Linked DNA regions of Zea mays: region 1 is linked to region 2. A link is a contact called in public Hi-C data. All regions are on one chromosome and are shown on one strand. Each heading gives the region's core, a stretch centred on a gene start, on an enhancer-like site or on the middle of the called end of the contact. The rest is flanking DNA. Distances are from core to core; before and after follow the strand shown. Region 1 holds the start of LOC103650492 (DEAD-box ATP-dependent RNA helicase 9). Region 2 holds the start of LOC100273918 (putative protein kinase superfamily protein).

The links. A called contact is a pair of places that touch in the nucleus more often than the background predicts.
Region 1: a Hi-C map of ear shows a contact between it and region 2, with 3 times the contacts expected there. The contact joins the promoter of LOC103650492 here to the promoter of LOC100273918 in region 2. A contact is called at or near these places in 7 of 25 Hi-C or Micro-C datasets (ear, endosperm, leaf and 3 more).

What each region holds. Positions count from the first base shown.
Region 1 is chr3:123,758,132-123,760,843 of Zm-B73-REFERENCE-NAM-5.0, forward strand. It overlaps LOC103650492 (DEAD-box ATP-dependent RNA helicase 9), which reads right to left and starts at 1,309. Exons shown (of 7, transcript XM_008676079.3): 1 at 800-1,309; 2 at 178-305; 3 at 1-76. The coding sequence starts at 1,159.
Region 2 is chr3:123,493,298-123,495,997 of Zm-B73-REFERENCE-NAM-5.0, forward strand. LOC100273918 (putative protein kinase superfamily protein) reads right to left here and starts at 1,444. Exons shown (of 6, transcript NM_001148310.1): 1 at 1,335-1,444; 2 at 1,134-1,249; 3 at 702-912; 4 at 356-593; 5 at 117-267. The coding sequence starts at 1,401.

The DNA.
Region 1 (2,712 bases), core at 59-2,558, 260 kb after region 2:
AAGGAACTCCCTCTCAACCTGTTTTGCAAGTTCTCTTGTTGGCGCCAAGACAATAGCCAATGGAAACTTACCAGGCCTGTAAATCAACAACAATTATATGCAAGATGAGAACGGACCGAAAAGGAACAAATGAAGAATGCTTTACATGTGTACGTTGTTAGGAAGAACCAATCTTACTTGTACTTCTCGTTGTGACGAATAATTGCATCCATTATGGGGATTCCAAATGCCAAAGTTTTACCAGTCCCCGTTTTGGCACGACCAACCATGTCCCTTCCTTGCATTACTGGCTCAAGGACAGCCCTCTGTATAGTGAAACAGAAGGCAAAACTCACTATGAAATAGGTAATGATCTAAAAGAAATGTGTTGATTCATAGAATTGCAAGGCATTCCTTCATCATTTGTAATCTGGCGCCTCAACATAATTAACAAACAGTAGCAATTCTAGTATTTTCATCCAACCATCAAGCCAAGGTAGTGATGCAAACTGAAATGTCATGACCAGAAAAGCGTGATTTTTATTCGCTGCCGTACATAAGCAGTAAAATTACGACCAATGTGAACTTGTAAACAACACTCCACCTTTTCCCGCTATATAATATAAAAAGAATAAATAAAAAGGAAAGCAATTTTCTCATATTATGGCTATAAATGAGCTGCTTAATTCACTGCAATCACTAATCAAACATCGAATTCACCTATATAGCCCTAATGTCAACGAAACAGAGCAGGACAAAAGCAGCTTGGCACACGCATGATTCGAACGTAAAAGGTAGAGATTCCAGCGCTCCACGTTACCTGGATAGGGAACAGCTTGGTGATGCCCTTGCTGGCGAGCCTTTCGACGATCTTGGACGAGATCCCGAGCTTGGCAATCTCGAGCCCCTCAGCCGCCGGGCCGCCGGCCGGCGCCCTACTGTCGTCCTCATAGAACAAACCTTCCTCCGCAGCGAACTCCGCGCGCGCCGCCAACTCTGTGGTATCCCGGAAACCAAGCCACGCCGGCGAGGAGTGGAACCACGCGGCCGCCGGGAGCGGCGTCGGCGCCCGCGGGGCTACAGCTCCCAGCGCCGCCGGCTGCTGCTGGAGCAGCGCGGCGGCGAGCGCGGACACGGCACGCCGCCTGAGGGGCGCCGCGCGGCGGAGGACGGCGTACATGGCTGTACCGCTTCGGCGTCGGCGGCGGCGGCGGCGGCGGCTAGGGTTTAGGGTTTTGTGAGGGTGGCTGTCGTATGGGGAGGGGACGGACGAGGCGAGACGACGAGAAGCGGAATGGGTTAAATGGCGCAGGGGTAAGAGATATTTCTGTGCTCATGGACGGTGTCTACACTCCTCACTGATGAAGCTTACACGTGGGGTCAAGGATGCACCGGCACAGTGTGGCCCGCATGTCAGTGTTTAATGAATGGTGAGAGGTACTTCTTGGAGGAAAAGTAATGGCGGTTGGGTTACGGCGATGGGCTTTGTTGATCGTTTTGGCAAAGTGAGCAGGGAACGTGTGATAATGGGCCTTTTCTACAGAAGTTTCAGCGCGTTGGGGTTGGGCCCTCTATGCGCGTGCGAATGGCCCGGGTAACCTATTGGACCCCGCAGGAGTTGGGTTGGCCCCTTTTTATGCGCGTGTGAATGGCCCGAGTGAACTGTTGGGCCCTTTACCATATCGCCACTGGAATGACACTTCCACACATGGTCGCAGTCGCTCTTTGTTTTGCACCAGGCAGCATAGCCCACACGGTGCTGCACAATCTTTAGAGCTAGTTTGGTAATCATATTTTTCCCGAGTTAGTTTGATAACTATATTTTCCCAAGAGATTTTAACTTTTTCATGAAAATTAGTTTATTTTTTCTTAGGAAAATAGAAATCCCTTAGGAAAATGGAGCTTCTAAACTAGCCCTTAGAGCATCTCCAGCAGTTTTGTAAAAAGGAAGTCTCTAAAGGCACATGTAAGGAGTTGCTAAATAATCATAGGAAGTTAAAAAAAATATGTGTCGGGTACCGTAATTAGGGGTACCCCCAATACTCTTAAACGCGGCCGAAAAACATCTTCAGAACAAACCATACACGGCTGATAAAACGCGGTTCAAGTCAAGGCCACATCTACCGAGGGACGCGACCTCATCCGAGCCCAGCCTCGGCCTCGGGCGGGAACAGTAGTCACGGGCGGATTCACGCCTCGCCCGAGGGTCCCCTCAGCCAGCAGACGCACCCTCGGCTCGCCTGAAGCCTAGCTTGGGCAGACTTTGTCGTGCAGCAACCTTGGCCAAATCGCCTTACCAGCCGACCGTATCGCATGCGCGTTTAATGCGGGGATCACCTGACACCTTATTCTGACACGCGTGCCTCAGTCGGTAAGGTCGAAGTGACCGCAGTCACTTCGCCCCTTTACTGACCGATATGACAGGAAAACAGCGCGGTTCGTCCCGCTCCGGCTACTGTGCCAACCACCAGGATAAAACTGAGTTACGATCTCCCACGAGTTTGGCCTTGGGCGCAACAGGGAGCTCTGCCTCGCCCGACCTCAGGCCTCGGCCTCGGAAGAAGATCTCCGCCTCGCCCGACCCCCGGGCCTCGGCCTCAGCCTCGGCCTCGAGAGGAGTCACAACCTCGCCCGAGCCCAGCCTCGGCCTCAGGAGAAGTCTCCGCCTCGCTCGACCTGGGCCTCGGACCGACTACGCTACAGGGGATACATCATTACCCTACTCCTAGTCAG
Region 2 (2,700 bases), core at 194-2,693:
TACAAGTAAGTCAATCTCTCAGAACTCATCATTTTTTTTTTGGAACGAATCAACTGTATTCATAAGAACTGGATCAGTACCTAAAAACTAATCTAGTATTGGGATTGCTCTTTCACCTTTTCTAGGAGGAACTGCTCGTCAAGGCGTAATCTGGGATCAGTGTGGCATCTGCCACTGACAATCTCCAGCAGCAGCACACCAAAGCTATAGACGTCGGCCTTTCTGGTCAGCTGCCCTCGGATGGCGTACTCTGGTGCAAGATATCCTCTGAAAGAAGAACACATGTCAGCTCTGTCCTCCTAACCAAAGGAGGACATGAACATCTTCAGCCGGAAGTGTGCTGCCCCCTACTTACAGCGTCCCCGCAACCCTGGTGCTGATGTGTGTCATGTTGCCCGGGAAGAACTTGGCCAGCCCAAAGTCTGCTATCTTGGGCCTCAGGTTTCTGTCGAGAAGGATGTTGCTGGCTTTGATGTCGCGGTGGACGATCCGTGGGCGGACTTGTTCGTGAAGGTAGGTGAGCCCGTCAGCGACACCGATGCAGATATCCACCCTCGTTCTCCAGCCAAATCTGATGCCACTGCGGGAATTACCTGAAGAACGGCATGGCGCATCAGAGATCCATCCAGGCTTTGGCCGCCCACATGCATCGCATCAGGATCAGGCATCGCCACTGGAAAATCTAGGTTCGGGCATTTTACCGAGAAGGGTCTGTGCAAGGCTGTTGTTCTCCACGTAATTGTAGACCAGCATCTTTTGGCCTCCGTCGACGCAGCAGCCATGCAGCTTGACTAGGTTGTGGTGAGTTATGTTGGATATGACACTCAACTCGTTCAGGAACTCCTTTGTTCCTTGCCTCGACTCTGAGGAGAGCACCTTGATGGCCACTTTCTCGCCCTTGTTCAACTTTCCCTGCACAGTTTGGATCAGAACATGAGCTCGTAAAAAGGTTGAAATGTTGCTGTGGTTGAAGTTACTCAGGCATGAAGAAGAACTCTGCCACGTTCTAACAATTCAGTGTTCCTAAAAACTGCAGCAAATTCCTCCTGAGATTCCTGTGTTCCAGTCAGGAACATGATTGGGCTGATGTCTGAACTAGGCTACATTACATCAGAGATGTTGGAGCAACCTACCAGGTAGACCCGGCCGAAAGAACCCTCTCCAAGCATGTTTCCCGGGCAGAAATTTCTTGTGGCTTTTCTCAGCTCCTTTGACGAGTAGATTTTCACATTGCCCGTGATTGGGATGTCTGCGAACAGAATCGAATGAACTGCAGTAAGGTTCTGAGATGCTTCAGAAGAACAGCTATGTACCGATTGGAAGGAAAACTTTACCTTGGTCATGTTGCACAATCTGGCTTCTGGAATTCTTCTTCCTCCAGAACACAGGGAAGCAACCCATTACTGTTGTTTCGAGCTCTCTTGTTTGGAATTCAGGCCTTCAGATATGGAAAAGAGATGCTGGTATCTACCTGAGCGACAAACTAGTCAGTGGGCTTGAAGAGGCCAATCAGAAGTCAAAACTGTTGGTTTTAGCAACTTTATTCTTTCTATGAGAGCTAGGAAAATAAAGAGTAGTAGATCGCATCCAAGCTTGCAGATTAATACGAAGCTCACACCTCGGAATGAACTAAAAAAGTGTATGGTGAAAACAAAACTGATTCATGAATTTCATGTTTAACCAACAAAATTCCATGAAACAAGAATGTCAATTGTAGCCCTGAACTCTGAAACATTCCGTAAACAAAAATTTGCAGGAGAAACTGTGAACTACGAGAAATCAATAAACTCACATGTCTAGTCAGAGAACAGAGCTGACTCAGAAAACTAGAGAAGGAAACCGAGAAAAAGAAACTCACCTGCAGATTAAACTGATCAGTGGAAGACTTGTCACGGGATGAAGTCTGCATAAAGGGTCCAAGAGCATCGAGCGCCCAGCAAGAAATTCTCGGAAGGTAGTTAGAGAAGATAGAGAAGAGACATGTTTCTGCAAGACCTGCAGTGGCAGAAGGAGAAGACCAGCATGGTTGTGCCATAAATACATGGCAATCCAGGCAAGGACCCCACTGGGACTGATCAGGCTAGTTCTCTTCTGACCTTAGAGAGTACAGTGACAGGGTACAGTAAGGAGGACTTGCTCACTGGTCACAAGGCTGGAACCATAAAAGTAAGGATCAGAAGATGCCAAGTTTGACAGGTGTGGATGCTATGGAGCTGTTGACTGTGGTTTGTGAAGCTGCAGCGTTTCTGTTCACATCTTAAGGAGTTCCTAATATAAGATCCCGGTTTAGTTAAAATGCGTGAGAAATTATTCTTCTTAATATAATGTCCGGCAGCCGCAGGTCGAGTTTTTTTAAAGTCGGCAGGGTACAGCATGGAGGACCATGCACCATAAAATAAGCAAGGATCAGAAGATGCCAAGGTGATAGACAAGTTTGAGCTATTTTGTAATTTGACAGGTGAGCTGTTGACTGTGGTTTGTGAAGCTGCAGTGTAAGTTCACATCTTAAGTAGGAGTTCTTAATATTAGATCCTGGTTTAGTTATGCCAATGACAGGCTGATCACCGACCAAACACATGTTTACCGAGTACAACTGTGCAGCTCAGGTCCTTAGGTGTCATGTGTACTCAAAGAAATTACTAATGGTCTTTGTAAACAGGAAATGACTTCTGTGCTATCATCAGCTCCACAGTACAACCA